7 separate regions of the Mus musculus genome follow, and regions 1, 2, 3, 4, 5 and 6 are each linked to region 7. Evidence: chromatin contacts called from public Hi-C, HiChIP or PLAC-seq and promoter capture Hi-C data. All regions are on one chromosome and are shown on one strand. The core of a region is the stretch at or near the end of the contact, and the rest is flanking DNA. Distances in the headings are between cores, read along the strand shown. Region 1 holds the start of Zfp12 (zinc finger protein 12). Region 2 holds the start of Zdhhc4 (zinc finger, DHHC domain containing 4). Region 3 holds the start of Trrap (transformation/transcription domain-associated protein). Region 4 holds the start of Zfp853 (zinc finger protein 853). Region 5 holds the start of Rnf216 (ring finger protein 216). Region 6 holds the start of Spdye4b (speedy/RINGO cell cycle regulator family, member E4B). Region 7 holds the start of Ccz1 (CCZ1 vacuolar protein trafficking and biogenesis associated).

Region 1 (3,093 bases), core at 129-2,628, 780 kb after region 7:
CTAAATATAGTCAAGGTGTCAACTACAGCATCCTGAGGACTTGGTAGGGGCTATGCCACCTACAGATATGCACTCAACCAATGCTTACTACTGTCCACTACTGTTTTGTCTGGTTCTTTTATCTCTTTCTGTTTTATCTATTTTCCCCTTTAAAGTCTGATCTCTCCTTTGCCTCTTCGAGTGTAGTAAACCAAACTAGACAACGGAAACAAAGCCAGACTTACTAAGGATGTATTCATCTTCCGCTGCAGTAGGAAAAGTCTGTAGAAGGACTAATGCAGCCGGGTCTGGGGAAGGAAAAACAACGTCATTATGAGTGGGCGTGGAAAGAGGGGAATCCTGCACACAAACCTCCTGGAACATTCCCAGAAGAAAACCGGAGGGATGGTGGTCTCACTGGCTGTCAGAAAGGACTGGAGAATTGCAACTGTGCGTTGGGACTTGGGGGGAATGAATGAGTGCAGCTGACGAGGTGAATTAACAAGAAATGAACAAGAAATGCTAGTTAAATAACTGCCATTTACTAAGGGATACAAAAGAATACTCACAAGCTGCTCTGAAAACAAAAGTTAACCTGGTGGGAACTGTATTTATATACAATTACGTGATACTGTGACCACGACTTTAATATGACAAAAGGAACGCCGTCGGCCCGGGACTTAGCACTCCCACTAACAAACCCTCTGCGTGACCTCGGTTATGTCACCACTATCGCAGACCCACAGTCTTCCCCTATGAACAGACGCAAACACAAACTTTTCCTGAACTAGACCACAGGATGCTGCAGGGAGAGGATCGGGAAAACTAACAGGCACAGCAAGGGTGCCGATGGCGCCCAGTAACATCATGAGACTTAGAAGCCCTGGGAGGCAGGGATGTCAAGTGAGGTAGGAGTTTGGACAGCGCCTCTACAGCTCAGGTCACTGAACTGACCGCTCCTATGCCCACACGCCTCATCCTCGGGCCATCTAGACAGCCCAAAGCCATCAACACGACCACTGCTACCGTCCCGGATCCCGCACGCTGAGGACAGGAGGGGGCCGAGGCATCGCGCAGGCGCTGATCGCTCAGGCCTCGGCAAGCGGTCTCAGGCCCCCCTGCAAGCCATCAGACGGACCCAGCCTCCCTCTCACGGCCGCGATCTGCACCCTCAGGCCTCACCTAGGAGGCCGCGCCGGGCCCGGGTCTCGCTGCCCCCGTCAGCCCGGCCCTCGGCCTCCCCGGCCTGCAAAGCTGCGTTCGCCTGCTGCCGACCCGGACGCACCGGCCTCGGCCCGCAGGCTCGCGACTCCAGCTCGCGCAAGTCAAAGCTGCGAGCGTAGAGACACAGACCGCAGGAAGCCAGGCCAGCGCAGCGGACGTGCGCTTGCGCGAGCATGCACACAAACAGAAGTGCGCACGCGCAGCATGCGTGCCACTGGGCTGGTCCCTGTGGTCTTCCTTTCATCTTTGGGGAGGGGCCGCCCAGAACTCTTAGGCTTCCAGGGATCGTCGCACAAGTCTCCTCCTCGTTTCAGCAGCTTGTGGGTACCGAGCTGAGAGCAACAGTAACCTTCGTGATTTTCCTCACTTTGAACCTCCAGGAATGGCTTGAGGGGTTATATCCATTTACCCAGACCTCTCCCAGCTTGGTGCTTTTAGATAAAAGGCAGATTCTAACAGATGAAAGAGAGAGGAAAAAAAATGTGTCACGCTCTGTTTAACTGAAGTGCTAGAAGTTTCCATCAAACATTTAAGTATAAGAAGTGTCTACCACCTCTTTTAAAAGAAAGAAGACAAAAACAGTGGCTTTGCCAGATCATACAACAAATGCATAAAAGTTCTAAAAGCACCAGAAGGCACACATAGAAAGGGAGAAAAAACGTGTTTGTCAAATGACTTCTCCAACTTGATGTTTGCAGTCCGGCAACAATGCTCAAACGTGGAACCCTATGGTCAGTCAATTCCTCTCAGATTTCACCGGCCCTCCTGAATAATGCAAAAGTGCTCTTGTCCTATCTGCTTCCAAAGTTGATGGAGACACAACAGAAGCTGCAGATGCAAAAAAGGAAGGAAGAGAAAACACAAATGATGGGTTTCTATATCACACATCTAATGCACAGAAACTAAAAAGAGAACCAGAAAGAACTCACAGAAAGAAGGAAAATAGCTCTCTGTTAATTGACCTCTGAAAGGTGACATTTGGGGCCGGGCGACAATGACAGTTTTCAGAGATGGTACAATACAATGAACATTCCATCGACTTCTTACAGAACTAATGCAGCAGTGGTCTTGGTCTAATTCTTCATAAAGACGTTGGCATCAAAACTAATAACAAAGTCTACCAAAACAGAAAGTTCTCTGCACCAATGCAGAGAGTAACGTTTTCTTCCCAGAAGCACCAAGCACCTTGGAGCGCCAACCCTAGGTAATAAACTGCTGAGCAACCAGCAGGAGACAGAAGCATCACGAATCCCTCTCAGATGCTGCAGGGCACACATGGTCTCAGGAGAAAGGGTGAGCCCTCCTCCTCGGAAGGCCTGCACTGCCATGGGGCACCTTCTCCCAGGTTCTCACCTCACCTGGTAACTGAGGTGCCCACCTGAGCTGGCTCCTATCTCTTAAACCAAAAGCTTCCCTTCCCCATGGCAAGCAGGGGTTACGTCTCTGAATGAGGGGCCTGGGCTAAACTCCCCAGGTGACAGGGAGATAGGAACACTCTTTTCTCCAGGTTTACATTGCACAGATGGGACTCAGGCCTTTCAGAAAAGGAATTCCTTGCTTGCAGTGAGGACATTCAAGCTCATATAATTTTTGTATTAAGAAAAGGGGCTGGAGAGATGGCTCAGGGGTTAAGAGCACTGACTGCTCTTCCAAAGGTCCTGAGTTCAATTCTCAACAGCCACATGGTGGCTCACAACCATCTGTAAAGGGATCTGATGCCCTCTTTTGATGTGTCTGAAGACAGTGACAATGTACTTATATAAATAAAAAAGTAAATTAAATAAAAAAGGAAAAGAAAATATTTCGGTTTGTACAAACATGGAACAAGCAGTCAGCAGGCTGAGATGCTTCTGCTCTGCTCAGATGCAAATTGAGTAGCCAAGGAGGCAC
Region 2 (2,993 bases), core at 240-2,739, 690 kb after region 7:
TTTCTTTTCTTTTTTTTTTTTTTCTAAAAGGAAAAAGAAATGAGAAGCTGGGGTAGGAAGCAAAGCAAACAGGAGAGGGGAGCTTTGAGGCTAATGCTTAGAGATCAGACATTTTTTTCCTCAAAGGGAACCTGTTTTTCAGAGGCGTCAAGAATAGTTCTCGGAGGACCTGGGGGGCACTCAGACAAAGCAGCACCCCCATCCCCTCCAGGAACCTTCTCAGTGCTATGTTTAGCAGCAGCTCCTCTCAAGCCAAGCCTGCCCATTATCAAAACAGCCTTTTTATCCTCAGGGATAAAACACTAGTCACTGCTCCCCACAGGGAGGACGTTAAAGCTGTGCACAGAGATGGCAGGAGTAGGGGCATGCGGTCAGCAGAACCTGACTCACAGGGGGACATACTGTGACCCCTGCAGTGGAACATGCTGGGACTGTTGGGACAGGGCCCAGTGGTGTGTCTGCCAGGAAGACACAGGTGTCCCTGTCTAGGTACCTGCTGGGTGGTCAAGGGTTACTGCTGAGTTCCCGCCAGGACATGCAAAGGCTCGGCACAGTCCAGCAGTTCTCCTGCACCGACCCAAGACAGCCTTCATATTCTGTCAAAAGTGCTCGAAAATTCCAGTTCCTGTGTTAGGTGTGCCTGCCATCCCAACCAAAGTTAGGCTGAGACAGGAGGTTCAAAAGCCCAAGGCCAGCCTGGTATAATTTGGTGGGACTTTAATTTTGTTTGCTCATTTGTTTTGTTTTGTTTTAGAAAAGGTCTAGCTATGTAGCCCTGCCTGTCCCGGAACTCATGTAAACAAGGCTGACCTCTGACTCAGAGAGACCTGCCTCTGTTTCCTTAGGGCGGTGAATAAAGTCATGGGCCACTATGCCTAGCTGAGATCATATTTTGGAAAGAAATTCTTAAAAAGAAAATAGCTAGGGCTGGAGAGATGGCTCAGCGGTTAAGAGCACTGACTGCTCTTCCAGAGGTCCTGAGTTCAAATCCCCCCAACCATATGGTGGCTCACAACCATCTGTAATGGGATTTGATGCCCTCTTCTGGTGTGTCTGGAGACAGCGACATTGGACTCACATAAAATAAATAAAACAAATCTTTTTTTTTTTTTAAAGAAGAAAAAGAAAATAGCTTTTTAAATCTACGCACATACAAGAAATCAGAATTACACTCAGCGGATCACAACAAGCAAACACACCCACAAGAATCAAATCAAGGCCACGAAAATGGGACGGGGTTGGGAGAACGAAGGACTCGTACATAGGCAGTAAATTGTCAAGTAATAATAAAAGTGCGAAGGAAGAGAGAGCAGAGGACGAGGGAGGGAGAAAGACAAACGTTAAGAGAAAAAGAAAAGAGAAAGAAAACCTACGACGGTACGAAAACACAATCGGCTCGCAGAACCAGAGGCCAAAGACAATAATTTCCGGCCTCCCGCTACTTTTTCCGTCGGAAGTCGCCTCCGTCGCGGGCACTGATGACGCCATGGACGCGCCGGAAGTCTTGGGGAGCGCTCCGCTGGGGTCCGCCGGCAGCGGCGGACGGTTGGCCCGGTTTGGGGTAAGGCGGCTCCGGAAGGCTCTGTGACACCCCGGCTGGGCGGCGGCCGTCGGGACCCCGTGTTTGAGTGAGAGCACAGTCCTCTCCGAGCCCCCTGCATCCCGCTCGCTGTGTCCCCTCCTCTTCCAGTCGTTGTCCGGGCTCCGGACGTAGTTGCCGTCTCCCAGCCTGCTTCCGAGCCTCCCTTGTCTCCTCTGAGCCTGATGCGTCCGGGATCTGGTTGTGGGATGGGCTCCATTCACCACTGCCCTTCCCTGGTTCCCCGCAGCTGCAGATTCTGTGACCTCAAGCATGCAAGGGCCTTGAATAATGTACCCGGAAAGTGTCCAGCAAAGGGAAACGACTGGGGCCCTACCCCATGTGGACAACCTCACCATGCGTCTGGACCCCGGTGTGGGCGCCTCAGTGATAGGCGTAGTGACAGTGACAGTGACAGCTAGAGGGATGATAGACCCCCAAACTAGTGGACTTTGAAGTTTTCTTCCCAGGTCAGCAGCGGTACAGCATCCTCTACTTCTGAATGCCTTTCACAGTGCACTCTGCCATGGAGACTTATTCAGCAGTATGTAAGTGTTGCGTTTGATTGTCTCCGCAGCCGGTTCCAGCCTCCTGGAACAACCATGTCGCCAGTTTTGCGCGTGCCAAATTCACGGCGCTGCCCAAGCGGAGCTGCTATCTGAATTCTCCTTGGATGTGGCAAAGGGAAATGAACGCAAAAGGTGCCGCTGGAAGTGTCCGACCTAGAGAAATATGTAGACCGGAGCCCTGTTACCTTGTGAGAATGGCATTTTTTTGTTTGTTTCCTTTTTGTTAATAGTTTCTGTTTTGATTCTCTGCGTTGGAATTTTGGTCCAGAATCCTGCCTCGTAAAGCCAATGTCAGTGTTCCCAGTTTCTTAACACGGGCTTTTTATATTTCATCATTCTGGTCTGGAGGGTGATGGGTGACATCATGACCACTGACCTGTTAAATATGCCCAAGTTTGGGTGTGGGACCCTGACTACCTCTAGGAGTTGCTCATTCTGATGAGGTCGGCGCAGGTTCTTTTGCAGGACTTTATCAGTATCCATGTGAATATTTAAAGATGTAAAAGGGTGTATTGCTGGGTGTGGTGGTGCACTTCTGGAATCCCAACCCTTTGAAAGCTGAGACAGGAGAATTCTGAGTTCCAAACTAGCCTGGCCTGCATAGTCAGATCCTGTCTCAAAAAACAAGGGGTTGGTGGGCTGGGAGCTCGCTCGGTGAGTGAGGGTGCTTGCTGTGCAAGCACAAAGTCCTGAGCTTGGATCCCCAGCACCAACGTGAGTGTGCTTTAATGCATGTCAGCCTCGCCACAAAACGTTGAGCTCCAGGTCCGAGCTACAGATCCCAGAGGCTCTCAGTCTTCCTAATGCTGTGACCTCTTAATACAGTTCTTCATGTTGTGGGGACC
Region 3 (3,231 bases), core at 424-2,923, 750 kb before region 7:
CACACAGGAAATGTTTGAATCTTTGTAGTTGTGCAATGTCTACCCAGTTCCCCAGCACTCAGGAAGGAGTCACTAACACATAAATGAATGACAACAGCGGTGTTCAAAAAACAAAAAAACAAAACAAAAAGGAGGGCTTAAGGACACCTTTTGCATAATCTGAATTCATCATGAAATACTACTCTTCTTCAATACTCCCCCCATCCCACCCCAACCAGTTTAAGAAAATATAAAACCAGCTAAGCATGGGGGCAAATGGTTTTAATCCCAGCACGCAGGGGACAAGAGGCCAGCCTGTTGTACATAGTGAATTTTAGGCTAGTCAGGGTTACCTGAGACCTTGGGAAAATATACACACTACATCATGGTAGAGCCTTGTCCTGGGTTTTATCCCCCAGTATTGTATAAATAATAAACTATTCTCCTAAGCATTACCTCAAAGACTGTGGATCTTATCTACAGTCGAGGCACAAAACACAAAGCATGCTTTTTATCATTACATTTTCTTAACTGGGGTGGAAGAAGGTGTGTGCCACACAGCACATGAGGAAGTCAGGGGACCACTTGTGGGACGTCTGTTCCTTCCATCCACCGTGTGGGTCTCAGGGATTGAACTCGGGTCATCGGGCTTGGCAGCAAGCAACCTTTACCCACTGAACCAACTCACCGGCCCCAAAGCATACTTTAAAAGCACCACAGTGACTTGGAAAACAGGAACGTTGACTCCTGGCTCATAAGGTAAAGCGCTTGGAGCCAAACCTGGAGACCTATCTTGATATGTGACCACAGGGTGGAGGGGGAGAACTGAGTCCCACAGGCTGACCTCTTAGCTCCACATGCATGCCGAACACACATACACAAACAAGCAAATGCTTAAAAAATAAAAAGCTGAGTGTGCCAGTGCACGCCTTTAACCCCAGGACTCTGTGGATCTCTGTGAGTTCTAGACCAGCCAGGCCTACATAATACCAGAGACCCTGTTCCTAGGGAGAGAAGAGAAAAGCTAAGGATACTATCAGCCTTGCTACCGTGACTTGGCAAACTCTTGCTTTTCCTATCAGAGTTCCTCCTTCAAACACTGGAGGTCCCTCATACTCACCGACTATTAACTAGACTCAGGGTCAAGGCATTCTTAAGAACAAAACAGAAGCCCTAATCCTGGCCAAACTTTTTATCTAGCTTTTCTGCTGTGGAGGCGGTGTTGTGTAGCTCGGGTAGGAGGAGCAGGCTGATGTAGATGTACGGTTGGCCTTGATTGTTGAGCTTCCAGCCCCGACCCCTGACAGGCCTGTGTACCATCACCCCAGGGCTAGGAGGTTCTGGGGAATCGAACCCAGGGTTTGGTGTGCTAGGGGGACACTCTACCCTCTGAGCTATAGCCCAATCATCTGCGCAAACTTTTGCGACACTTAATCTCCTTTTTATAAGCCACTCAGTAAAAGTGCCACTTCCGAGCTCCCACCCGATCCTCCCAGGGACCAGGCCTAGCTTCTCCCTGGGCCAAGAACCTGAAAGCAGGGGGCTACCCTATCCGCCTGTGGATTCTGGAAGGAGGTTCTGAGCTTTTCGAGAGGATATGGATTCAGGCCTGGATGCCCTCGAGCCCACGGAGTCCCCACCCAGGTAAGGAAAAGGCAAACGGCCCCACAGCCCGCCGTCCTCCATCGGGTCCGCCCCGCCCACGACGCCCGGCTGGCTGGACAACGCGCCTCCGGGCCGCCAGGGGGCGCCGTAGCCGCCGCTACCTTCACTCTCAGCGTCTGGCCCAGAGAGCCAGGAGCCTGCGTGGAGGCCCGCAGATGCCAGGATGGCTTTGGTGGGGTGCCGCAGCCCCCTCGACTCCTCACTCAATCCCTTCGCGTCGCAAACGGCCTTCGGGTTCCCTCCTTTTGTCGCCGATCCTTCCCGGGACTCTCAGCGACTGCCCCCCAGCAGGCCGCTGAGCTACGGCAAGCGCCGAGGGCCAACCTCCGCGGCCGCTAGCGCTGCGCGTCCCTCCATCCGCTCCAGCGCAGCCCGGCGCCGCGGAGGACTAAATGCTGCAGTGTGGCTGATCTAGTTTAGGAGGGCTCCTGGGGGGCCGGAAGGACCTCGGTCAAGCAGGGACAGCCTTCTCCACTTCTCCGTGGAGCCGTCGTGCTGCACCGACTCTCTCCCACGCCTGAGACACGCACGCGCGTGCATCTCCCGGGACCGTTCACCCGCCCTCCCTTGCGCTTACCGGGACCTGCCGACTAGCCCCCAGCATCCGGGCCCGAGTCCCCAAGAACTCTCGCCGCCGACGCCGCTGCTGCTCCTCGCTCAGTCCCGCCCCGGCTTAAAGCCGCGGCGTCCGCCCACCAGAACTAAGCTCGGGCGCACCGCCCCCAAGTGGGTGCGGCCTGGGCGGGCAGCGGGGCAGGGAGGGGCGGTCTGCCGCCTTGGGTGGGCGTGCTGTCCTTTTAAATCATCGCCTGGGTGACCTATCTGCTGAGCACCTAGGCCGGTGGGGCTCTGGGCTGCTGCAGCTTCAAGATTCGTCATCGCCTCCACACCCAACCCCGTGTCCCTTTTCCTCGCAGGAACCAGACTGAAGGGTGATTGACACCCGAAATACCTCTCCAGTTGGTTCACTGTGTGTGTGTGTGTGTGTGTGTGTGTGTGTGTGTGTGTGTGTGTGTGTGTGTATGTGTGGCCTTCAGGGCTGGACTTCCTTCCCTGAGATTTTATTTTTCCTCTTCCAGCAATGCTGGGTGTTGAACTTAGGGCTTCACATCCACTAGGCCAGCTGTGTGTGTGTGTGTGTGTGTGTGTGTGTGTGTGTGTATGTGTGGCCTTCAGGGCTGGACTTCCTTCCCTGAGATTTTATTTTTCCTCTTCCAGCAATGCTGGGTGTTGAACTTAGGGCTTCACATCCACTAGGCCAGCGCTCTATTGCTGATCAGCCGCCTGAGAGTGAAGTAGTTCCTGCAAGACTTTAATCACAGCACTGGGGGGGGGGGGGGGGGGGGGGGCCGGGGGGGGGGAGGCAGGCGGATTTCTGAGTTCGAGACCAGCCTGGGATAGGGGCAGATAGACTGACATCCAGTTGGCTTAAAGGCAAACTCGGGTGTTATGCTGCTAGGTCACCCTGAGACAACTACATTTGTCCCGCTTGTAGCTGATGCCCTCCCTTCAAGACAAAATTGGAAGGTGACAGACCTCAAGCCAAGCCAGAGCGGTGAAGAAACGTGGTGGGGAGTAGGGGTATCC
Region 4 (3,305 bases), core at 205-2,704, 720 kb after region 7:
CACACACACACACACACACGGGCACACACACACACGGGCACACAAATAAATGTGTATCCTCCTTTTAAAGGTGGAAAATGATTGAGGAAAATACCCAGTATTGACATATGGCTTCTACATGTACACACACACACACACACACACACACACACGCATGCACACTCGTGTGCATGTACACACACACACACACACACACACACACACACGATACACAGAGGATGGAAACACTAGGGACTGAGGTCTCTGGAAGAGGCTCCAATCCGCTTAGGGGAGGAGAAGGACACCCCATCCTTTACCTGTCTGCTCAGCTGTCCTTACACTGCCTGGCATCCTGTCTCTACCCTCACAGATGGAAGACTATATGGTGCCTCTGGTTACCTGGCTGCAAGGAGCCCTTGTCACTCCAAATTACCCTGCCTCCAAAGCTGGCCCCCTACTGGTGTACCCACAGCTCAGTGTATTGGCTCTGGCCCTCTGCACCCATTTCCCTTGTAAGCGGGCTGCTGCTCTGCAAGTCAGACAGACATCCATCGTTCAGGATTTCCAAGTCAGGCTTGGGAGTTGGGGGAACAGGAATAGTGTGAATTGCAGACTGTGCTGTAAGCGGGGAGACAGGAAGAACAGGGTGTGATCCCAGGAAGGACTCTCCCCCCTTTTGGGGACATTTCCATTCTATAGAGGCAGCTCTTTTGTTGCCAGATCTGAAGCAGGGCTTCTTATGTGAATTCGCCAGAAGCCTGTGGGCTGCCCATAAAGCTGCGCGGGGGGAAATGGGGAAATACAGACGGTCAGCTCAAGCCTCTTGGAAAAGAAACACACACCCCAATTCCCATTCCCACTCCTACCCCCAGGCAGGGAACAAACAAACAGGGGAAAGCCACTGGAGCTGCCTTGGCTCTGTACGCTGGAAGGGGGCCTCTCCATTCCCCTCCTCCTGGCTGGTAGCTGAATGAGGGAGGGCCTCTGGCCACTGGAGAGAGCAAGAACCCAAAGAGATACCAGCAGGTCCCTCAGTTCCTGAGGGTGTCCCTGATGGAGCTGGCACAGTCTCTACCTGTCTATCTGTGCCAACTCAAGAGTCTGGGTTGGCTGTTCTGAGCTGCCTAAGGTCAGGAGGGGGCTTCCCCATGAACGGGTTAAGTGCGAGCTAATTAGCCCCAACTTGTACCCCTCAGTCAAGGGAAGGGCGTCCTGAAGCCACGCCTTTGACTCAGAGAATATGGGGGTGTTGGATGGGTACCCCCTTCCTCTTCCATCCTTGCAGCTTCAGTGGCAGTCGCCAACCGTGGCGCACGGACACGCGCACCGCACCAGGCGATGCGTTGCGGCGTGCGCTGCGCCCAGCATCGGTGGACCCTGGGAAGCACGCAGGGCCGACCATCCTGTCACCATTCCCACCCACACCTCCCCCGGGGGGGCCCTGGTGAGTGGCCGGGCCGGGAAGGGTTAAGCCCACAGAGCTAGCTGCGCGGCCTAGAGAGACTATGGCTTAGGCGAAGGCAGCGGCCACGGTGGTGGCGGCGGGGCCGGGGCGCGGGGGCGCGGCGGGCGGCAAGGGCGGGGGACAGGATGCGGATGCCGGGGGGACTTCCTGTGCCGGCCCCCCAGCGCCCCCGCCCTGGCCTGGCCGCTTCCCGCACGGATGCCCAGCACGGGAGGGCGGGCGAGCGATCGGGGACCTGGCCCGGCCGCGGCGCCCGCCCCCCGCCCCCCGGGCACCTGTGGCGGGTGATCGTCCAGGACTTTTGTCACCCGGTTCCCACCGAGCCAACCTAGGGCCCTAGTTTGGGCCCTTCTGCGCGCCACCCAGATCAACCCTGATCCCTGCTCTGGATTTGGAACCCTGCCTCCCTTCCCTGTCCCTCCGCGAGAGTCTCCACCAACTTCTGCCTGGGAACTCCACTCTGCACCTTGTCTTGGCCCAGGGCGACCTCCGCGGCTCTGACAGCGAAGATCCCGCAGAGTGCCCGTAAAGGGTTCTCCCGGGGGTGGTCAGAGCCTCCGTGCCTCATTCTAGATGAAGGTACCTCCGGAAGGAGCTGGCTGAACAGCCGTGGCCTTCACCTTGTGGCCACTGGTGACCACACCTCCCCTAGTGCAGAGGCTGCTGCCGGCGGCGGGAAATGCTGTTCCAGGTGAGGCCTGGCGCAGGCGCGCGCAGAGCCGCTTCTCTAAGGAGGGCTTCCAAAGCCAGAGGGAGATGTAGTCAGCTGGCGTGGGGGAGTGGGGACTCCCGCATGTGCAGACCACTTCTTCAGAGTGGACTCAGGACAGGAGCACAGGCCTGCAGAAGGCTCCTGCTGTGGGCTACAGTGCTCTAGAAACCTACCTTCCCAGGGTGTCCTGACCCAGGGTGACACCAGACCTATTGTGGCCTTAGAAGCGTGGGGGATGATCATGCTTTGGAAGGGGACAAGGAGCTGTACCCGTAGGTACCCTCAAGCGTGCCACAAGCTTTCCAGTCTTGGGAGAGGTTAGTTCCCACAGTTATGGGTCAGTATTGGAGACAGAGGGCCACTGGTCAGCGGAGGTGAATCCCTGGGTACATCCATCAAATAACAGCTCTGGCTATTCTGTGTAGGAATGGGGTTCGGCCACCACCACCCCTCTTCTGAACAGCTTCCTTTATTCCTCTTAGCACAGCCTGCTCCGGGAGACCCTGGTGTGACCGCCAGGATGGAGCTGGGCCCAGCAACCCAGACCTTTGTGTTGGAGCTTCGATGTCTTGAGGATGGGGGTCCAGGGCCTGACACCCTCTCAGGTGAGGGTTGAGGTATGGAGACAGTAGGGCCCCCAGCAAGGATTCTTTAGTTGAGTCGCAAGCTGGCACAACCCAGACCACCACGGAGGGACCCCATGTGTGTCCAGCATATTTACGACTGCTAACCCCAGCTACCTTGAAACTTAGCGTAGGACCTGTTGAGGTGGCTGCCAGGCCAAGGTCTTGCTGGAGAAAGAGACACCTTGACAGGATTCAGTAGCCTCAGCCCTGACCCCCACACCTGGGCTGGCTCTAACCTGCTTTTCCCATGTGCACCCCCCCCATCTCCCACCTGGAACTGGAGGGTGTTTCTCTGTCTCTAGTGCCTCAGACAGTGGCTAAATGGCTTCTTTCCTGTCCTTCCCTCTACCCTTGTCTCATTTCCTCAACATCTGTCTCCTTCCCCCCACCTGCCACACGGGCTCCCAGGGTGTGGAACCTCCCAGACCCCTCTCTGAGCCCCATGCAGGGATGGGGCAGCCTTTAAGGGTGGACAGGAGTCCATTTTCACACTGTGCTTTAAAGCACAGTGACAGGGAGGGGC
Region 5 (3,223 bases), core at 423-2,922, 900 kb after region 7:
TTCTTAGATAATGCAATGCCTTCTGTTATTTTATAATTAGGAAGGAGTTTCTCTCCTGATCCGTACTACATGAGAGCCTTTGGTCTTCCCAGCAAGATCACAAGTTCAAGGACAGGCTAAACTATGTAGTGAGTTCAAGGCCAGTCTAAATAACCTAGTGAGATCTTGTCTCAAATTTTAAATAAAAATAAGAAGAGGGCTGGAAATGTAATTCAGTGATTGACAGCTTCTCTAGCATCTATGAGGCCCTGGGTTCAATCTCAGAAACACACACACATACAACATATACACATACACACAAGTGTACACACACAAGCAAAGACACACAGAGCACACACACAAGCATATACACACACACATACACACAAGCACACATAACATACACAAGCACGTCATACACTCATTTGTATACAACATACACACACATAAGCACAGACACACAGAGCACACACATAACATATACACATACACACAAGCACACACACAGAGCACAAACACACCATATACACACATACACACACAAGCATATCTACACACGCACATCCACACAAGCACACATAACATACATAAGCACAGACACACAGAGCACACATACACACATGAGCACAGATACACATATATACAAGCACACATAATATACACACACACAAGCACACCACACACTCATATTCATATATATATATATATATATATATATATATATATATATATATATATATAACATAAACACAAGCACAGGCACACATTACATATACACACCATATACACATACGCATATAAGCACACATACACACACTCATACACACAAGCATACACAACATATACACACACACACAAGCACACACACTTATACATACACAACCTATAGAAGCCCAGACAGAGCACACAGATACATCATACACATACATATACACACATACAACCACACACACAACTTGAGGTTTTTTTATTTATTTAAAAAAAAATTTTTTTTGAGACAGGATTTCTCTGTGTAGCCCTGGCTATACTGAACTCACTCTGTAGATCAGGCTGGCCTCGAACTCAGGGCTTCCTCTGCCTCCCAAGTGCTGGGATCAAAGGTGTGGACCATCACTGCCTGGCTGAAAAAAATTCAATTTCTATTTTTTATTTTGATTTTATGCATATGCATGTTTTGCCTGCATGTATATCGGTGTACAACTTGCATGCTTGGTGCCCACAGAGGCTGGAAGAGATCGTCAGGGATCTTCTAGAACTGAAATTACAGACCACTGTGAGCTGCAATGAGGGTTCCATGAATCAAATTTGGGTCGGTGCTCTTGAGCGCTGGCCAGCACTCCAACCTTGATTGAACAGAGCTGGAACTTTTACTCTTCACCAAATACCTTGGGAGGAGAGTTGGGTCATTTTACCTTTCTCACCTGGTACAGAGCATCACCTCAAGAGGGGATAGATACGTGATTAATCGGTTGATTTCATAGCTAAATCGGGGCGGCTACAGTGACCCTGTGGTTCAGCTGTTCTTTTGTCTTCCCACAGCAAGGAGGAGTCAAGGTTCTGCAGTCGTGGAGCCTGGATGGAGGCCGGCTAGGCACCCATCTCTATGGTCTCGCTCTCCAGGTCCCTCCTCCCCGACTGTCCGCGTCCCTCTATGGTTCTTCCTGTTATTAGTCGGGAGGGGGCGCTGCGCGCAGGCGCGAGGTGGACGCGGTGGCGAGGCCGGAAGGAACGCAGTAGCGGCCTCGGTGGCGGCGGCGGCGGTCGCAGCGGCGGCGGTCGCAGCGGGGGAGCTTTTCCAGCGGCTGCTTCTTCAGGTGAACTTGAGACTGAACTCCCGGGCGTCGAGCCGCGCTCGCGGAGCTGGGCTGGCTGTGTTGGGGCGAGTCCGTGATGGGCGCTCGCGCGCGCGGTCTCCCGGGGCTGCGGGTCGAGCGAGGAGAGTGGCCTCCCGCCGGGGCGCCACCGGGGTGGGGGCGGGGCCCGAGGGGGACGCGCTCGCGAGCCCCGGGGGCCCGGGGACCCGCGCGGGGGGTGACGGGAGGGGAGCGACGCCGACGACCGCTGGCCTGCCGGCTCCCCTCCCGTCACTTGAGGAAGTTTCTCGGGCCGGCCTGCTGCGCGGGGGGCGCCGAGCTGCTGAGAGACGGTTCTCTGGCGGCTCGCTCTGGTGGCCGCGCTCCCCACCGCGGCCTGGAGAAGCGGAAGAGGCGACCGACTGGCGACTTCGAACTCCAGCCCGGGCCAGTTTGGGGCCCCTTGGAGTCCAAGTTGACGCCTGTCATCCCAGTCTGAGCTCCCGAGTGAAGGGGACTTGAAACTCCTGCAGTCGGGAGTCCCGGTGCGTGGTAGCGGAGAGCGCTCCCGTGCGCGTGGCACCCTGGGGTGAGCGGCAAGACCCACGCTCGAGGGGACGAGGCGGCCCCTCGTGGGGCTCCTCGGTGATCCCGAACTCCTTGCATCTCCAAAGGGTGCAATGACTTGGTATCCTCTTCTCCATTGTGCTAAGTGTCTTGGACGCCATCTCCGCTGGGGTTTGTCTTGGATTCGTTTCTTTTCTTTTCTTCATTTTTTTTTTTTTTTTAATTTTTCTGCATAGCCGAGGCTAGCCTGAAACCTGAAAAGTAGAGGCTGGGCCCAAGGGACTCAGGAATTTGCATGCCTCTGCCCTGGTGTAGGCCACCCCACCACATCTTGCCATTATGTTGTTATTGTTATTGTTATTGTTATTGTTATTGTTATTGTTGAGTCTAACTGTAGCCCTTGCGGGCATGTAGCTCAGAGGTCTGCTTGCCTCTGCTTCCTGATTAAAGGCATGTGTCATTTTTCTCCTACTCAACAGCCGCTCTACCTTTGAGCTCCACTCTCAACTCCTTGCTGGATTTTTTTGTTGTTGTTGTTTTGTTTTTTGTTTTTCGCGACAGGGTTTTTCTGTGCAGTTCTGCCTGTCCTGAAACTCACTTTGTAGACCTCAGAACTCAGAAATCCGCCTGCCTCTGCCTCCCAAGTGCTGGGATTAAAGGCATGCGCCGCCGCCGCCGCCGCCACCACCACCACCGCCCAGCTTCCTTGCTGGATTTTTGTTTGTTTGGTTTGGTTTGGGTGAGACTAATGGATTTATTGTGTTTTCCTTCAGAGCAAGGGTGAAAGAGTATGTATAGGAGCCTGTGTGCATCAGGGTCAAGTTTTCATCCCCACCATGAACGGTGACCTTATGAAAGCTCCGTCTGCTTGTTATTTTAACATG
Region 6 (3,325 bases), core at 152-2,651, 830 kb after region 7:
TTCTGAAAGACCCAAGAGCCCCTTTCTATGCATTGCAAACCTCAAGGAAGAGAACAACCCTGTCACCTGGGGAACTTATGAATCTACCTTGGACTCAAGAGCTGTTCCAGTCCTGTCTGTAGTAGTTGAGAGGTCACTCACTATACCTGATGTCCATCTAGGATCATTATCACTAGCAGGGACACTTGCTGCCTGCTGCTTCTGCTGGAGGCCACATATTACAACAACTGCCGGGTGCCAGGGTCACTGGTGGGTGAAAGGCTAGGACGTTAAGTGTCTAGTTTCTAAAGCCTGAGGCAATAGAGCCCTAGGTCAGGACTTGGAGCTGAAAGCCTGTAGGCCTGCTGGTCCAGCCAGTAGACCTAGGATGGCCCACACAGGTTGAGCTTCTCCTATCTGTGCAGAGCAGAAGGATCTCAGTCTGTTGACTGGCAACCCTTGTTCCGTATGTGTGTACAAACCGAAATCTTCTCTCAATACAAAAATTATATGAGCTTGAATGTCCTCACTGCAAGCAAGGAATTCCTTTTCTGAAAGGCCTGAGTCCCATCTGTGCAATGTAAACCTGGAGAAAAGAGTGTTCCTATCTCCCTGTCACCTGGGGAGTTTAGCCCAGGCCCCTCATTCAGAGACGTAACCCCTGCTTGCCACGGGGAAGGGAAGCTTTTGGTTTAAGAGATAGGAGCCAGCTCAGGTGGGCACCTCAGTGACCAGGTGAGGTGAGAACCTGGGAGAAGGTGCCCCATGGCAGTGCAGGCCTTCCGAGGAGGAGGGCTCACCCTTTCTCCTGAGACCATGTGTGCCCTGCAGCATCTGAGAGGGATTCGTGATGCTTCTGTCTCCTGCTGGTTGCTCAGCAGTTTATTACCTAGGGTTGGCGCTCCAAGGCGCTTGGTGCTTCTGGGATGAAAACGTTACTCTCTGCATCGGCGCAGAGAACTTTTTCTATTGACAGGCTTTGTTATTAATTTTGACGCCAACGTCTTTATGAAGAACTAGGCCAAGAACGTCGTTGCATTAATTCAATAAGAAATCGAGGAGCCGTTCATCATAATGTAACCATCGTTGAAAACTGTCATTGTCGCCCGGCCCTAAATATCACCTTTCAGAGATCACATTGCAGGTAGGTGTTTTCTTCTTTCTGTGTTCTCTTTCTGGTTCTGTTTTTTAGAGTTTCTGGGCATTAGACGTATGTTCTAGAAACCCACCATTAGTGTTTGTGCCTCCTTCTTTGTAAAGCACAGCTGGTTATTTCTTGTACCTAGTACTTCAAGGAAGTTTGGTTAATCGAGAATGACACTCAGTTTTCTTTCCTTCTAACACAATCTTCCTCTTATTTTAGGAGTCCTGAGCCAGGGACAAGACTTGGGACTTCACGCAGCAGGCCGTTTCTCCAGGCTCAAAGGGAGTGAGGACAAACAAGAAGGTAAGAGCATGGCTGGAGGCAGCCATTGCTCTCAGAGCACCTCCCCCAAACTGCTGGGAGGAGGTAAGTTCTTGCGCGAGGATCCCTAGATGCAGTGGCGCGCGAAGGCGTCTGGGACACAGAGTTTCTGTGCAATTCTTGGGGAGAAAGGAGAGCCTTGGAACTCGGACTTCCGGGAAGATGCTGCACATGCGCGTCGCGGCCTGTGCGCGTGCCCGCGCTTGCGCTGGGCCACTGCGCCGTGGTGACTTCCTGCAGGTCTGGTGTGTCGAGGCTACCTTCCCTCCCGCAGCCTTTGCGTTCGCTAAGCTGGAGTTGCCGAGCCTGCAGGGCCGAGGCCGGAGCTTCCGGGGCGGCAGCGAACAGACTCGGCTGTGCGGGCTAGGGAGGCCTAGCGAGAGCTCGGCGCGGAGGCTGACAGGGGCAGCGGAGACGCCTGCTCGGTGAGGCCCGAGGGCGCAGAGCGATCGGGGCTGCGGGAGGGATGCTGGGCACAGATGGTGCCCAGTCAGTTCACCCGGGCACCCCGCTGTCCCCAGCTTGCGGCGCCTGGGAGGGTCGAGGTGGTCGGGCTGACAGCGGGACAGCTGCATCGCTTTGGGCTGCACGGTCAGTCCCGAGGACAGAGTGCAGGCACTGAAGAACTCAAGGGCTCCAGATTCCCACGGTGTCACTCAGCGTCCATCAGCTCTCTTGCTCTGTCTGTGGTCCCCCCCCCCCCCGAGTCTGCCCTTGAGGCATCGTAATGGTCTAGTGCTCAAAATCTGCTTTTACTTCTTTCTGCTCGTGAAGGAAGACTGAGTCTGCGACAGGTGTGAGACTTAATCAAGGTTGTGTTGAAATGAGTGCCATTGTTTTCTAGTTTCTTCCCTTAGTCCCTTTTTAAGATATGCAGCAGTAACCAAGTTTAGTTGGATAGTTTGAAAACAAACCACGCTTTATCCCTGTTTGTCGGACGTCTATCCATCTGGACCATTTTTCCTTTTTGTGTTTTAGTTTTTTTGAGGCGTGGATTCCTTGTGGCACATATTGTTCTGGTAGTGGGTGATCCTCCCGTCTCCGCCTCCAGAGAGTTGGGATTGCATGTATGTCACCTCATGGAACATGGATCCCAGATATATATATATATAGTGCCCAGAATCCTCATTCACTGTGACATATTTTGCAACAGTTTGAATAGGAAATAAAATAAGTACCCTTGTTTCCCCCACCTTTACACCAAATGCCCGTGGATAAAAAGAAGGCAGCGTAGTGTTCATCATAGAACTGTACCCGCCCCCCCTCGCCTCCCACCCCCCATTCCACCTGTTGGAGTTAGGTTTGTGATTTCCTTCCTATCACCTCTGCAGTGTGTATAAGCTGCGATTTCACTTGGTGGTTCCCAGGCGAGAGACATGTCCCTGTGTAGACCAGTTAATCTCCGATTTCAGCGAGCTTTTCCTCCAGCAGGTCAGTCAGCAGTGTCTACAGTTCCCCCAAGAGGAGCAGAACATGAGCAGATCAAAGGTAAGTTTTTCCCGTTTGTAATTTTTTTTTTTCTGACTCCTTTGTAATGTATTTTGGAAGACTTACTCAAAGGTCTGTTCTTGAATGGTAGTGGAGTGGTCTCTAAAGGGATCTGACGCCCTCTTCTGGCATGCAGGTGTACATGCAGCAGAGCATCCATACATAGAATAATTAATAAGTAAGTAGGATGGTCGTGGAGAAAGGAGTGAATAAAGGTGATTGTAATATAAAATACACCCGAGTGGCAGGCTGTCATGACCTGTTGTGTAGGCAGTCTGATAACTTTAGGCTAATGGAGTTACTTGGCAGAGTTAGAAAAAGGAAAATCGTATCCATCCCATCACCTGCAGCTGCTCGTGGGAGGTGCCGTTTTTTGTACCTTATAGGAGGCAA
Region 7 (3,309 bases), core at 403-2,902:
CAGTCTTAGCTTGTAGCTTGGTGAAGTAGTTTGGGATTAAATGGACTTGACACTAAAGCCAGCTTTGTGGGTGGCTTAATGGTTGAGTCTGGTGGTGCACATTGGAAATCCCAGAATTTGGAAGTCAAAACATCAGGATCAGGAATTCAAGGCCATTCCTGACTACATATCGATCCTGAAGCCAGGCTATGTGAGACCCTGATTTATTTGCTTATAGGAACAACAAAACTGTTTTTGAGACAGGGACTCATTCTGTAGCTCAGACTATCTTATAGCTGGTAATGCACCTGTTTCAACACCCTGAGCGCCTGTGCCCCCATGCCTAGAGAACCTATAGATTTTCAAAATAGTTCTTTCTGTATCAAAATGAAAATGAAGCACGTATGGGAAACACTTGTCGATTTGCATGCTTACATAGTTCTGTGTAGCAACTACAGTTTAGTGTTGCGTAAACGACTGCTCACGAATCCAATTTCAAGCAAAAACCTACCCCGTATCTCTTCTGTAACGGCTAGGGTATAGGATTACCTCACAAACACTTTAGAAGACAGATGAAATCTGAATCGACAGGATATTTTCCACTAGGCCTGTTGATTTATTCACTGAGAAGACTATAGATTTACAGGTTTTCACTTGTTCCAAGAAAATCAGCTTTGTTGGTGATAGGGTAGATTAAAAAAAAAAGGATTGATTTATTTTATACGTATATGTGTGCTTGCATGAATTTATGTGTGCCACATTTGAGCAAGTGCCCACAGAGGCCAAAAGAGGCATCAGATGCCCTGCAGCTGGAGTTATTGGCCATTATGAGCTGGAACTAAATCCAGGTCCTTAGTGAAAGCAGCCAGTGCTCTTAATTGTAGAACCATCTCTCCAGTTCTGTGGCAAGGTAAATTTGGACATTTTTGCTTTTGCTTATAGTCCATTGCTTATAATTGATGTAAGTAAAAGTGCTATATATTCGAGGTTGACCTTGACTTATGATCCTCCTGCCTCCACCACACCAGGGCGTGCCAGCCACACCCAGTTTATGTGGTGCTGAAGGGGAGAAGCAATTTCAACAAGTTGTCCTCTGACCTTCATACACGTGCCAGGACATCCCCCTCCCTGGAGGACAAATAAATAAATGTAAAACAACAACAACAACAACAACAACAACAACAACAACAAAACCAAAAACCAACCAACAACAGATGTAAACTGGCTACCTTCAAGAAAAATGTGTTCCCCTAAACGTTTTTTCACACTTAAAAAATACCGTATCCATGACGCCTTTAATGCCAGCACCCAGGAGGCTGAGGCATGAGGATCTCTGTGAGTTAGAGGCCAACCTGGTGTACATAGTGAACCCCTATCCAAACAAACAAACAAACAAACAAACAAAAGAAAAGAAACAACACCCCCCCCACCCCAATCCATTGTTACATTTCTCTTGAAATTCGTGGTCTTCGCCTTTAGCCATGACAGCCAGCTGAGAGCTGATATAATTGAAAACACTCCAGCCCAATAAACACGAGGGAACTGGTTCCACACGGACCTATCAGAGAGGGACTGGGCACTGCAGGTTTTTCTTCTGGGTCAGTTTCGAGCTCTTCCGGGCCGCCGGCTAGCGAGGCGGAAGTGCGGTGTTCCCTAAGGCTGCTGCCTCGGAGCGGGCGGAGGGGAGCCTCCCGAAACGGGGGCCGGGCCGGGATGGCGGCAGCCGCGGCCGGGCCGGGTGCTTGGGCGGCCCAGGAGAAGCAGTTCCCGCCAGCGCTGCTGAGCTTCTTCATCTACAACCCCCGTTTCGGGCCGCGCGAGGGAGAGGTAAGCCGAAGGGGCCGCGAGCCTGCTCCGTGCCCGGCCCCTGATGCCGCAGCCCGTCCTGGCAACGGAGGTCCCAGGTTAATCCCTCCGCCCGGCTTGAAAGTCTTTCCCATCGCGTCAGGTCTGGGCAATTAAGATCGAACTTGACTCCTCTCTTGGAATCTTCGATTGCAAAGGTGGAGCCAGATTGGTAGGACAGAGCTCCCAAAAGAGGGAAAATGAAACAAAACTAAAAACTTGGAGGCGCTTCACAAAGTTAATTTTTTCTTTTTTCTTGTTTTCCCCAAAATTGATGTTTTGTTTTCTGGAAATGTTACTGTTACTTTATTTTTCCTTCCGGCTAACTAAAATCTCATTGTGTTTTAACACATTTCTATCCACTAAACTGTTTGGTTGATATCTATGCTGGTTCCAGCTTGTGGCTAATGTCATTAATGTAGCAATAAAGATTTATGTGCAAGCATTTCTGTGATGGTAGGAGTTAAGAGTGCTTTAGGTGTATATTCAGGTATCATAGTCGAACTCTAGTAGAATCATTCTATCTAGGGTAAACATTAGAATGAAATAGTTTTTCACTGTGTCTAGGATAAACGTTGGAAAAAAATGGAACGCTTCACGAATTTGAGTGTCATCCTTGCACAGGGGCCATGCTAATCTCTGTATCATTCCAATTTTAGTATATGTGCTGCCGAAGGGAGCACCCAAAATCGAAGTTATAAGCGTTTTTTTTTACTCCGAGTTGACAGTGGCAACTTCCTCAAAACATGCCTAGAACTGTGTTTTGTTGCAAGCAGATCAAAGCCCTATTTAGGGGCTGGTGAGATGGCTCAGTGGGTAAGAGCACCCGACTGCTCTTCTGAAGGTCCGAAGTTCAAATCCCAGCAACCACATGGTGGCTCACAACCACCCGTAATGAGATCTGATGCCCTCTTCTGGTGTGTCTGAAGACAGCTACAGTGTACTTACATATAATAAATAAATAAATAAATAAATAAATAAATAAGTACTTACATATAATAAATAAATAAATAAATAAATAAATAAATCTTAAAAAAAAAAAGCCCTATTTAGAGGCTGTCAGCCCAAGTGCTCCCGAACCAACTTGGTGCAATTGTGGATCCTGTATTCTTGTACACGCGCACACCTGCATCTTCCTTGTGAGGGTTTCTGACACATGGGAAGAAATCTGAGACTTTCATCTTGTCCTACTGATGAGATGTGATTTGGTGAATATCACAATTACCTCTTACACTGATGGCTTGCAGTAGTTACAAAATCACAATGAATTTTGTTTTTTGGAGGTGCTTTTTGTTTTTTGTTTTTTCCCATCAATACAGGGTTTCTCTGTGTAGCCCTGGCTGTCCTGGAACTCACTCTGTAGACCAGGCTGGCCTCCAACTCAGAGACTCTCCTATCTCTGCCTCCAGAGTGCTGGGATTCGTGACGTGTGCCACCAGACCCAACCATTCCTGGTTTTCTAAAGACATTTTTAGGTGTTGTCCT

The links. Promoter capture Hi-C pulls out the DNA fragments that hold promoters and counts their contacts. A called contact is a pair of places that touch in the nucleus more often than the background predicts. HiChIP or PLAC-seq counts read pairs in DNA pulled down with a chosen protein or histone mark. Capture Hi-C pulls out chosen DNA fragments and counts their contacts.
Region 1: a contact with region 7 is called in a Hi-C map of CD4 T cells, with 3 times the contacts expected there. The contact joins the promoter of Zfp12 here to the promoter of Ccz1 in region 7. A contact is called at or near these places in 1 of 484 Hi-C or Micro-C datasets (CD4 T cells) and 1 of 115 datasets of contacts at active chromatin or transcription factors (bone marrow-derived macrophages).
Region 2: a Hi-C map of B cells shows a contact between it and region 7, with 12 read pairs. The contact joins the promoter of Zdhhc4 here to the promoter of Ccz1 in region 7. A contact is called at or near these places in 6 of 39 promoter capture datasets (the 3T3-L1 cell line, erythroid cells, hippocampal neurons and 3 more), 4 of 484 Hi-C or Micro-C datasets (B cells, embryonic stem cells and memory CD8 T cells), 4 of 115 datasets of contacts at active chromatin or transcription factors (the 230-238 cell line, memory CD8 T cells, pro-B cells and 1 more) and 2 of 9 other capture datasets (adipose tissue and liver).
Region 3: an H3K27ac HiChIP or PLAC-seq map of T-cell acute lymphoblastic leukemia shows a contact between it and region 7, with 8 times the contacts expected there. The contact joins the promoter of Trrap here to the promoter of Ccz1 in region 7. A contact is called at or near these places in 6 of 39 promoter capture datasets (the 3T3-L1 cell line, hippocampal neurons, liver and 2 more), 3 of 484 Hi-C or Micro-C datasets (the MNK3 cell line, cortical neurons and embryonic stem cells), 11 of 115 datasets of contacts at active chromatin or transcription factors (the 230-238 cell line, T-cell acute lymphoblastic leukemia, bone marrow-derived macrophages and 7 more) and 3 of 9 other capture datasets (adipose tissue, liver and macrophages).
Region 4: a contact with region 7 is called in a promoter capture Hi-C map of neural stem cells. The contact joins the promoter of Zfp853 here to the promoter of Ccz1 in region 7. A contact is called at or near these places in 2 of 39 promoter capture datasets (liver and neural stem cells).
Region 5: a Hi-C map of B cells shows a contact between it and region 7, with 11 read pairs. The contact joins the promoter of Rnf216 here to the promoter of Ccz1 in region 7.
Region 6: a promoter capture Hi-C map of liver shows a contact between it and region 7, with 2.2 times the contacts expected there. The contact joins the promoter of Spdye4b here to the promoter of Ccz1 in region 7. A contact is called at or near these places in 2 of 39 promoter capture datasets (both in liver) and 2 of 9 other capture datasets (liver and pancreatic islet).

The regions. Positions count from the first base shown.
Region 1 is chr5:143,233,448-143,236,540 of GRCm38.p6, reverse strand. Zfp12 (zinc finger protein 12) reads right to left here and starts at 1,378. Exons shown (of 5, transcript NM_001289589.1): 1 at 1,162-1,378; 2 at 225-287. The coding sequence starts at 239. 4930448H16Rik (RIKEN cDNA 4930448H16 gene) reads right to left here. Exons shown (of 5, transcript NR_040700.1): 5 at 1,793-2,031. It overlaps Gm38735 (a long non-coding RNA gene), which reads left to right and starts at 2,011. Exons shown (of 3, transcript XR_868668.3): 1 at 2,011-2,407.
Region 2 is chr5:143,327,734-143,330,726 of GRCm38.p6, reverse strand. It overlaps Zdhhc4 (zinc finger, DHHC domain containing 4), which reads left to right and starts at 1,489. Exons shown (of 8, transcript NM_028379.5): 1 at 1,489-1,561; 2 at 2,157-2,336. 0610040B10Rik (RIKEN cDNA 0610040B10 gene) reads right to left here and starts at 1,419. Exons shown (of 2, transcript NR_027874.1): 1 at 1,374-1,419.
Region 3 is chr5:144,767,236-144,770,466 of GRCm38.p6, reverse strand. Trrap (transformation/transcription domain-associated protein) reads right to left here and starts at 1,673. Exons shown (of 71, transcript NM_001081362.2): 1 at 1,620-1,673.
Region 4 is chr5:143,291,683-143,294,987 of GRCm38.p6, reverse strand. It overlaps Zfp853 (zinc finger protein 853), which reads left to right and starts at 1,454. Exons shown (of 3, transcript NM_001370826.1): 1 at 1,454-2,135; 2 at 2,644-2,761. The coding sequence starts at 2,124.
Region 5 is chr5:143,111,469-143,114,691 of GRCm38.p6, reverse strand. It overlaps Rnf216 (ring finger protein 216), which reads left to right and starts at 1,672. Exons shown (of 17, transcript NM_080561.4): 1 at 1,672-1,793.
Region 6 is chr5:143,179,093-143,182,417 of GRCm38.p6, reverse strand. It overlaps Spdye4b (speedy/RINGO cell cycle regulator family, member E4B), which reads right to left and starts at 1,401. Exons shown (of 8, transcript NM_001384193.1): 1 at 780-1,401. The coding sequence starts at 797. Rbak (RB-associated KRAB zinc finger) reads left to right here and starts at 1,643. Exons shown (of 5, transcript NM_001045482.2): 1 at 1,643-1,869; 2 at 2,876-2,932. The coding sequence starts at 2,918.
Region 7 is chr5:144,013,196-144,016,504 of GRCm38.p6, reverse strand. It overlaps Ccz1 (CCZ1 vacuolar protein trafficking and biogenesis associated), which reads left to right and starts at 1,652. Exons shown (of 15, transcript NM_177682.3): 1 at 1,652-1,806. The coding sequence starts at 1,693. Gm24311 (a small nuclear RNA gene) reads right to left here and starts at 2,507; the gene lies at 2,404-2,507. It overlaps Gm33427 (a long non-coding RNA gene), which reads right to left and starts at 1,346. Exons shown (of 2, transcript XR_377194.2): 1 at 529-1,346.